3 separate regions of the Gossypium arboreum genome follow, and regions 2 and 3 are each linked to region 1. A link is a contact called in public Hi-C data. All regions are on one chromosome and are shown on one strand. Each heading gives the region's core, a stretch centred on a gene start, on an enhancer-like site or on the middle of the called end of the contact. The rest is flanking DNA. Distances are from core to core; before and after follow the strand shown.

Region 1 (3,643 bases), core at 20-2,519:
CCTCTCAAATCGATGTTGAAAATATGGTTCAGTTGACCTCTCAAATCGATGTTGAAAATCATCAATTTGTTATTTATATTTTTTTTTAGAAAAAACTGAATTACATAAAATATAAGTATTGATTATTTTATTCATCAAGGTGATGAAATTGAGTAGGGTTGAACAACCATTTTGGCCCAATTTTAGTTTCTTGGGTGGCCATGGAAGCATGGACCAAAGGTTGGCAATGTTGAAGCTCATCATTGTTTTGAGGCTTGAAATTGATACCCTCCGTCCAACTCATTTCATATAATTTGATAATTCCTTAGAATCTCGCACTTAATTTTTTTAAAAAAAATTGGTCCAAATAATTACATTATCTTTAATTTTTTTCCAATTATTTTCATTAAGTAAAACAATCAAATTCGAATACATTAAAATAGAGAGATTAGCTCCTCGGTAAAATTTTATATAGAGATGGGTCGGATTAAATTATTATTATTATTAGGGAGATTGTGTGCAAGATTAAAACTTTTTTCTACTTTCAATTTTTCTTATTAATATCAAAATTGTGTAGAGACTCGACCAAGATAAATTACTAATGGAGGAGACGAGAAAATATGCGAAATGTGTATCAAAAGTCGGAATATCTTTAATTTTAGTCTCCGCGTTTTACTATATAAAAGATTTTCAAAATTTGTAAACTAGATGAATAAAATTTATAATTAAACCCAAAAAAAATTCCAACAAAATCATAAATTAACCATAATATTATATGAGAGACAGCAAGGGCAACAAAATCTAGTATACTAAGGTTCCATTTGGTTCACATTGGATCTCTCTGCAAGCCGGCAGAAAACTCCGTCGTGGGTTATAATTTTTCTTTTTAATTCTTGTAATATTTAAATATTTTTGTCTGTGTTGAAATTTAAAATTTAATTTTTATATATTATTAATATTTAAGCACAATAATTAAATATTTTTAATAAAAACGAAATATTTTAGTTGCAGTAAATATTTGGGCAAAACGCAGTAATTTAGTACTAGATTCTTCCTTTACAGTTTTCGATGACTTCAATAAACAAAAGGAAGCAGAGCGAAAAAAGTAAATAATAAATAAAGAAAGAAAGAAAGAAAGAAAGAAAATTCCTGGTATACTTGTCGTTTAAAGGCCAATAATATGACGCCACCTCATCTTGGCCACTCAAAGCTGGACAATTCTAACCCCAAAAAGTTCACTTTCAATTCGAAAAGGATGATAAAACGACGCAACATCAGCCAACGCACATAGAGTTTGCAAAAATAAATTCAGTTGTATTTTAAAATTAAAATAGTGTTTGAAAACATTATTATATAGAATTAATTTATTATATTATTCTTTGTTATTAAATACCTAAAAGTAAGAGGGTTCAACACAGGCGTTTTACGGATTCAATCATCACCCAATTGAGTACGATTCTTTCAGTGTGTGCTTGTGAAGGTTTTCGCGAGAGAGGTTTTTCAGATTTTCTGTCTTTTTATTTCAAAAATACAAAATATATATATATTTTTTAAATGAACTGAAACTCCCGCACAAGTTTCAAATCCTCCCAACTCAGTTCAAGCCTAGTTCAATAAAGCTACAGTAGGGAAGAAGAGGCTTTGAAGTTTCTCTAATGGAAAAGAGAGTGTATGAAGTTTGGAAAGGAAGTAATGTAAGGATGTTCAGTGTTTTTTTTTTTTTTTAACTTTTGTCGATTTTTTTTTATTGAAACGCATGGTTTTGGTATCTGGGTATTTGTTAGATTTGTTTGGTTTGTAGAAAAATGAGTTAGTTTTAATTTGGTTTAGTTATTAGTAGGGTTTTTAGGTTTTGGGTTTTTTTAATCAGTTGACAATTCTTACTGGTTTTTTTTCCCTGCTAGTTGGATTTTTGGTGCTATGAATTAATGATAATGAGAAACTGGGGGAAAGCATGGAGAAAATAGTGAACTCTTTACTTTTTAGGGGGGCTGTTTTTGACTGTTTGGTTTGCATTTATGAAGTTAGGCAAAGAGCTTGGTTAATGTTAGTTAAACATTTGTTATTTACTCTTTATGACCAAATGGAGGAACATCTTTGGCTTTGAATAACAGTCAGTTATGGATTGTTAACTAGAGGTATGGAATATAGCCTTACAGTTTTTAGGTTGAGTTGGTGTACTTTTATGCCGAATTACTTTGGGGAAAGTAGACTGAGTCCATGCTTGATACATGGTTGGTTCTAATGTATTTTTGCATTGAAGGGTGCCATGTGTGTTTTGTATCAGTCGTGAGAACTCTAGCACTACTTTTATATGTTAATAAGGGTTTGAACCTCATCTCCCAATGTTTTGAGAGAAATGACATAGTTGAAGTAAGTATAATTATAATGTTACTAAGTTCTTGCAAATGTGGAAGACCAAATGAGACAGGTTCTCTTCTGTTCTAGTTAACTTCTCCCTAATTTGAAACCTTAATAATCAAGCTGTTGCTTTTCCAAGTTTGGTGACTGCTTGGATATACTTGTTACTTTATTAGTGCAGTGATATGTAGATCAAAAGGAATGCTTTTGTGCAGGAACCCGTGCAAAAGTATTGTTTAATGGTAGAAGAATGAGTAATGTGGTTCTAGTTTGTGATTGATTTTTGAGAGGAATGACTACATTTGTTGGAAGTTACGGGTCAGATTTTCAGTCCCTAGCACCCCTATCTTCCAGGAAAAACAAGATTAAAAAAAGTTGTGAAACTTTGTGTTGCACCTTTTCCAGAAGCCCCATGACCATAATTTTTTTGGTCTTTTAAGGAACTTGTATATGGTACTTGTGGTAATGTTTCTTCCATACCCTTGTTTGGTCCAGCTTTAGCTTTGTAGAGTAGTGAAGTTGTTCAAAGATGGCCACATTATATTTACTAGTGAAAGTTTATGGACTCCTTAGTTATAGGTCAATTCCTTGTAAGCCTCTCTTGCTGTTTAACTTGCGTTGTAATTCATTGTGATACTACCATTACTGTGTTTTACTATTAGATGATCAGAACACCCTATTTAGTTCCTTTCAGAGTCTTCCTTTCAGTGCTTGGTTTCCTTTTTTTACATTTTTTTAGTGTTATCCGATCATAATATGATATCTATAAATAAAACAAATGCATATGGTTAGCACGTTATTTTATAGAAGATGATTTCGAAATGGAAATTATGCTTTGAACTTTTGGAAAAAGTTATGTGAATTTGTTTGTGCATGAGGATTTCAACCATGGTCATGGGGCTTCTAGTATCCCGACAATCCTTTTCTGTTGTTCACAGGTGCAGATAAATGTTTTATAGACTAAGAGAAAGTTAGGATAATTATAGCAATCATATGGTTAGTATAGGAACTACGAGAAGATTTTGTTACTCCTACTGCTCTGAGTACATGTCAAAGGTTATATCCCTGTCCTTTTTGGTTCTTTAGGAGCCCTTCTGCTACTTGTGAAGAATTGTAAAAGCAAAGTATTGATCTAAATGCTCAACTGTAGAAAATTTGCTTGCTTAATAATTTCTTTCATCGCACCTGATGTTATTCCCCTTCTGAAATTTTATAAAATTCATAATTATTGAATACCATTGAAAAAGTGTAAAGCATTTATTCAACTTATACATTGAAGCGAAAAAAAACAAACAAACTTGGA
Region 2 (3,429 bases), core at 172-2,671, 150 kb before region 1:
GCTCCCATAAACTAATTGAACCATTGGTTCATCATTTGTATAAAGGTATCTCTGGCCTCACCTTTTAGCCCTTGCAGAACGGGTAAACTTTGAATTCGCTGATAAAGGCTGGGGCATTACTTTCCACCTCATCATTTACAAATTGATTTGAGTTAGCTAACATGGATAATCCATATAGGAAACCAAAGCCAATTTAGATCAACGATACATCACACTGTCACGGACTACTGTGGCATGTATGTTTAGACTTGAGACACACTACGATTTAGTCTTAGGAACGACTAAACCATAGCTTTGATGTCACTAAATGTAACACCCTTTACCTGACCTGATCACCAGGTCCAAACTAAAGGATGTCACATTCTTTGTCAGAGCAACTTCAATCAATTATAACATAATTTCTATCAATTTAACACTTTACCTTAACTATACCCTAACTTGGGTTTAAATTAGACTTTGTTAAATAGGCAATCATAATATAGTTAACCCACTCCAAACCTATCATTCTTATAAATACCTCATCTTTTAAGATCGAAAGCCACATAGACAAAATGATTAACTATACTTTTATTTTTAAAGACTTTCTGCATCCAAAACAATGTGAACCACTACTATAAACTAAAAAGTGATCATGGGAAATTTGGGTGGCTCGGCCAAAGGCCCGCCCAAAAAATGGGAGGGTTTGGGTAAAAATATAGGCCCAAAAAATGGGCTTGGACAAAAAAATGAGGCTCGTTTAGAAAATGGGCCAGACATCGGGTAAGAGTTTTTGGCGGGCACTGGCCTACCAATTATATATTAATATATTTTTTATTTTATTTTTAATCATTTTAAAATTTTAATATAACTATTTTTTTATTATATTGTCAATTTGTGTATTGTTTTAAGAATTGTTTTAGTATCATTTTATTTGTTTTATGTTTTTAAATATATTTGATTTATTATATTTTAAAATTTTTATTTAATGAAATAAGCAAAAAAAATTAATATGGGTTGGTAGGTAGGCTGGGCTTAACAATTTTATTTGGTAGGACTTGGACAAATTTTTAGGCTCATATTTGGACCGGGCAGCACAGACCTAATAGACGAGCTTAAAATTTTATTTGGGCCGGCCGAACTGGCCCGGCCGAACTGGCCGACCCTTGATCACCTCTACTATAAACTCTAACTTCAATGCATTTTATAACGTATACTAATTTAATTAATTAAGTTTAAAATTTATGTAATTAAAAAATATAATAAATTTTCACTTCATATCATATCCCTCGTTAAAAAGACACTTTACGAACACACAATTTCATAACACATCTTACTTTTCCTTTTTTCCTTAATAATAATTTTTTTTTTAGATATTCAAAATCTAAAAAATTAAAAAAAGAAGAATCGCTATCATGCGCCACGGAAGTCACTGTCCCTATCCTTCACTTTAAATAATTCCAACCGGAAATAAACTCAATTCTTTTTATTCTTCCTTACCCCATAATATTTCTTTTTTCCACCCTTTTTATTTATAATTTCTCTCTAATATTCCAATTCCTCGCCGATTAATTCGTACGCAAGTCGGGGTCGAACATGCCGGCGCCGCCGGTTTAGTTTCCTGGGCTTTTTTTTTTTTTCCTTTCTACTCTCCAGATCCGTTTAATCGCCATCAGGTAAGCTCTCACACGCCTGTTCTTTCATCTGATTTCCTGTTTGTTTCCCCAGAAAATAAAAGGAGAACAAATAAAGCAAGAGAGGAAAAAGGTTTTTATTTTGAACTGATCACTGTCAACATTTCTCTGTTCCATCTTTTTATTGCTTTCACTTCAATCAAACAGATAGCATTGCTTTGAGCTGGTACTTGTTACTTTTAACTGTAAACAGATCTTAAATCATTCTTTTAAATGAATTTAATTTTTATTTTTGACGTTGATGTTGTTAATATTTTCTTTATATTTATTCAATAGTGTTACTCTTTTTCTTGATTTGAGTGCAAAAAATAAAATTAATGTTATTGAATTTTATTTAGATTTAATAAATTTATAGATCTTAATTATGTGTGGTTTAATGGGGGGGTGACCATGTTGATAATTATTGCAGTTTTGGGGAACTAAGTAGTTATTATGTCTGCAATGAGTTTTAGTTACTTAGGATTTACTCCATTAGTAACTATAAATGGAATTTAAGATTTTTCATTGATGTTAAATTTCATTATTTGGTGTCAACTGGCGTAGTGGCAAATAATTTGCTCTGCTTCTCGGTTTAGCTGTTCAAACCTGGACAATCCTTTCCCTGATCCATTTTTAATAAATCATTTTCATTATTTGGTAAGTTTGATAACTTCACTGACTCTGATATATGGCTGGATGAAGGAGTTGAGGGTAGTTTGGTTCAGTTTGTTGTGACTGAAAAGAAAAAAAGAGAAGAAAATGGAGTTGTCTGGGTTCTCCAGATGAGAACTGATGTTATTGACAGTAGAAGGAGGAGGGTTCTTCTCTTCTTCAGCGTCCGGGTATAGCAAGGGCTTGGCCCTTCTTCTGTTGGGTCAGAAGCACGAGGACAAGTCCATGAGAGTTTCGCCGTGGAATCATTACCAGTTGGTAGACCAAGAACCTGATCCTGATCCTGACCTCCAACTGGCTTCCATCAAGAACCGGCTTTCCCGCGGGTGCGCCTCTTTTGTCTGCTTTGGTCGCACTTCTGCCGGGCTTGACACACCGTCGCCTTTGAAAGTTGGCCCTGTTCAACAGCAGGATGTCTTGCCAGGGTCCTTTGCTTCAGATAAGAGTAATGATCAAGCAACTCAGCTTGATGATGGCAATAGCGATGCAAGAAAGGTTGTTTTCAAAAGTAGTTTGAAGAAGCAACCAAATACTACTCAAGTTCCTCTTGAGGATGGTAATGACCGTGAGGCATCAGGGGAAAAGGATGGTGATATCCCGAGTCATACAGTACGAAGAAAGGTGCAGTGGACTGATGCTCATGGTAGTGAGCTTGCTGAAATCAGAGAATTCGAACCCAGGTACATGAATTTTCTGCTCTAATTAAAGTTGTATAAGCAATACAGTACAATTTTCTTACATATTTAATTTCTTCATGCTATTTCTGCCTTAGCTAATGTGCCCCTTGATTCTTTCTTGTTTTCCTAAAGATATATTAAGATGATTTCGCAATATTCAACAGCATCCATAACAAATCTACAGACACTTGTGCCACATAGATTGTAAATATATTCTGATTATTCAAAAATGTGTTTCTTTGTTTGGGCAAGTACTGAAATTTTTCTGCAAGTTATGCTGATTACATTGCTATGACAACCTTCACACGAACTCAGGATATAAGCCAATATTTCTTTTTGGTCTTGTTATAGCCTACAGAAATGTAGGTAGATGTTACCAGACAACATGCATAGATCTGATCTTAGAGCATTGGCTATCAAGATCTCATACG
Region 3 (3,522 bases), core at 810-3,309, 220 kb before region 1:
TTTATTATTAAAATCCATTTTATATCGCGATTGGGAAGAACTAGAAATTAGCTTTAGATATTAAGGAGATAAACAATCTTCTTGATATATTTCAGTATTTTATTAAAAAGGAGCAAATAATCCGATTATAAATAAAATGTTTAGATTATGTTTATATAATAAATCTAGGTATATTTTGCTTGTAGAAATATTTACAAAAATAAATAGAACTATTTGCAACCAGCAAGCACAATTTCAAAAAGATTTTTCAGAATATTTTCTACAAGCTTATGTTTTCACAAACGATTTAAATGAAAAATTCCCTACTATAAAGTTTAGACTTGATTATGAACCATTTGATATAAGCAGTATTGAATGGGGTTTTGTTAAAGAAATAACAGTTCAAAATTTTTCTTTCCATTTATTAAAAGATTTTTCTACATTTGTTAAAACTATGTTATTACGTATGGTATATGAAGATGATTTTATTATTATTTTCATGTTGAAATCAACAGTCTTATTGGTATAGCTAAAAAAGAAAAATTTTATCAGCCATATCAAATTTGAATCATTAAAAAAATGATTGGAGGTCTCAACCTTTCAGCAGCTAAAAAAAAGAAAGAACACTTTACAAAAAATATTGATAAGTGTTACAATAATCTCAGTTATTATCAGATCTAAGCAGGAATAGATTTAATGACCAAAGCCCAATATTTACTTCAACAAAAAACTTATAGCCTCTAGACTGATAGAAGAAGAATATTGGCATATGATACTGGAGTTGGATACACTCAGGATGATAGAAATAAAAAATATAGTTAACATAGAGATTGAAGATTTTTCATCACATATAATAGAAGAAATCAAGAACACGTGGGAAAATTAGAACTCACCAAGACTGTCAATTGATTCATTACATCTAGATGAAATTGAGGAAATGAATCTAGATAATATTCAGAAAGGATAAAAGCCAATTGGAAGAAACCAATAAAAATATCAAGGAAGTAACATGAGAAAGCAACATCCATGTCTAGACAAAAAAGGAAGCAACGTGGAAGCAACCATGTCATGGCAAAAATCATCAAATTAATGATGAAACATCATACTTATCAGAAAAATTGTGCAGGATTCAAAGAAAATTAAATAGAGTTCAAGAATTCTCTTATAAATATAAATGAAGGAAGCCTAAGGAGGCATCGAAGTTAGAAAACCTTTCCCTATACACTTCTCATCCGCCAACCTCTCTTCATATCTACTTTTATCAACAACCTCTCTTTCTTTGTAAAAAAATATTTTCCTTATTACTAGTTTTATTTTGTAAATTTATAATATTATCTATTGTCTCCCGTATCCCTTTGTAATTGGTATCAGAGCATCAAAGCTTTGAAATTAGTCATTGGTAACTTAGTTGATCAAACATTAAGTCTCTTTGTTGAAGGCCTTGCCAGGTGAAATTTAGTCATATGATAAAGGAGGCAATGGATTTAAAAAAAAATTACATTCTACTCAATTTTTTTTTACATTACGATAAATTTAGCCCTTAACATTTAATCATTTTGTCACTTTGATTTTTATTTTTATTTTTTATTTTTGAATCATTTTGGTCCTTTAACTTTCAAATTTTAGTTAAATTATTTTCTTTTGAATAAAAATTTGACTAAACTATTAAAATTTTAACGACATTAACTAAACCATATTTCGTACTAAAATTATCAATTCTTTTTAGAATAATTATAAAAAATTAAAATTTGATTCTAACACATTTATCAAATAAGTCATTAAGGGATTACTCTTTAAGGAATAATTACCACTTAGATACTTATTCTTTTATATATTTTTTGGTACAACTTTTTCTTTTATATTTAATACTAAATAACTAAAATTTTTCTTATAAAAGAAATAAATAACTACCATTTTAAAACTTATTCACTTAAAATAATTAATTAATTAATTAATTTATTCTTATTTAGATTATAATAATTTTAATAAATATTATTGTTTTGAAGTTTATGGATATGGATATTGATATTTATATTGGTTATCCAAAAGTAAAAGAATGATTTTGGGTTTTAGCCCAAAAACCCAACCCTAAAAGCCCACAGCAATCAATATATAATTTGTTAGAAGAAACCCTAGTCTCTAGCTTGGCCTCCATTGGTATACTTCAAAGCTCATCTGTCACCCCAGAGCCCCTTCTCTCCGCCGAATCTCCTTTTTCTCCCGTAAAAATGGTAATTACAAATCCATCTTTTGCATCCGAATCCCCAATATTCACAACTCTCTTCTCATCAATTCATTACTTCATCTCTTCCTGTAGTTTTAACATGCTTTGTTTCTTGATCCGACTAACTGGAAAGGGGTTGTTATGAGCGTTTGTAAACTGGGACTTATATTATTTGAATTGGGGTTTATATTTTCTTCCCAAAGATTGTTGCTTTTAACCTCATTTTAATGTTTTATGTGTGTAGTCTCTGGTGGCCAACGAAGATTTTCAGCACATTTTGCGTGTCCTGAACACCAACGTTGATGGAAAGCAGAAGATTATGTTTGCTTTGACCTCCATCAAGGGTATCGGAAGGCGTTTCGCCAACATTGTTTGCAAGAAAGCCGATGTAGACATGAACAAGAGGTTTGCTTTTATCTTTCAAATTTGCATGTACAATGAAATACTGTTTATATATCCATTCTAGTCCTTAATTTTGAATAAGATGATTTATGGTACAAAGTTTAGGCAATGATATATGATTCGATCCCAATAGTTTTCGCATTGATTCGAATGTAACTTAGATCGAGTATTCTTCCAGGTTCGAATTATGTATATATGTAGAGTAAGAGTGTAGGCTTTGGTATAATTAAATTGCTGAATGGCTTTCGGTTCTTGGTGCTACTTTTGTCGTTATTAGGGCTGGTGAACTGACTGCACAGGAATTGGACAATCTCATGACGATTGTGGCGAACCCGAGGCAGTTTAAAATCCCAGATTGGTTTTTGAACAGGCAGAAGGATTACAAGGATGGAAAGTATTCCCAAGTTGTGTCCAATGCTCTCGACATGAAGTTGAGAGATGACTTGGAGCGCTTGAAGAAGATCAGGTTAATTCCTTTTTTCCTGTTGATCTGTGCTAGAGTTAGCTTTTGCCCTTGTATATTTGATGCCTTAAAAGAACAATTGCTTTTGCCAATTTGTGTTACAAAGTCCTTATGCTGTATTGGTGATGTTTGTCGTTGATTAATATGAGAAAATAGCTGCAATAACCAGAGCTTAGAAATTTGAATACATTGTGTGTGCATATATTGGTTTGGTTGGTATACATGATAAATTGTTAAATGAACAATTTGCGATGTTATTTTATGGGGTACTGGGGCATGGGACGGAAACTGAACTAACTATCGATGTAAAACTGTGATGCAGGAACCACCGTGGTCTGAGGCACTACTGGGGCCTTCGTGTACGTGGTCAGCACACCAAGACTACTGGTCGCCGAGGAAAGACTGTTGGTGTGTCTAAGAAGCGTTGAATTCTTCATAACATAATCTATAGTAT

The links. A called contact is a pair of places that touch in the nucleus more often than the background predicts.
Region 2: a contact with region 1 is called in a Hi-C map of leaf, with 4 times the contacts expected there. The contact joins the promoter of LOC108486996 here to the promoter of LOC108489626 in region 1. A contact is called at or near these places in 3 of 5 Hi-C or Micro-C datasets (all in leaf).
Region 3: a Hi-C map of leaf shows a contact between it and region 1, with 3 times the contacts expected there. The contact joins the promoter of LOC108487142 here to the promoter of LOC108489626 in region 1. A contact is called at or near these places in 2 of 5 Hi-C or Micro-C datasets (both in leaf).

What each region holds. Positions count from the first base shown.
Region 1 is chr3:127,313,412-127,317,054 of ASM2569848v2, reverse strand. LOC108489626 (protein S-acyltransferase 8-like) reads left to right here and starts at 1,269. Exons shown (of 5, transcript XM_017794295.2): 1 at 1,269-1,673. The coding sequence starts at 1,635.
Region 2 is chr3:127,467,151-127,470,579 of ASM2569848v2, reverse strand. It overlaps LOC108486996, which reads left to right and starts at 1,421. Exons shown (of 3, transcript XM_017791182.2): 1 at 1,421-1,652; 2 at 2,352-3,001. The coding sequence starts at 2,442.
Region 3 is chr3:127,535,367-127,538,888 of ASM2569848v2, reverse strand. LOC108487142 (40S ribosomal protein S18) reads left to right here and starts at 2,059. Exons shown (of 4, transcript XM_017791395.2): 1 at 2,059-2,210; 2 at 2,448-2,608; 3 at 2,883-3,071; 4 at 3,391-3,522. The coding sequence starts at 2,208. The coding sequence ends at 3,496.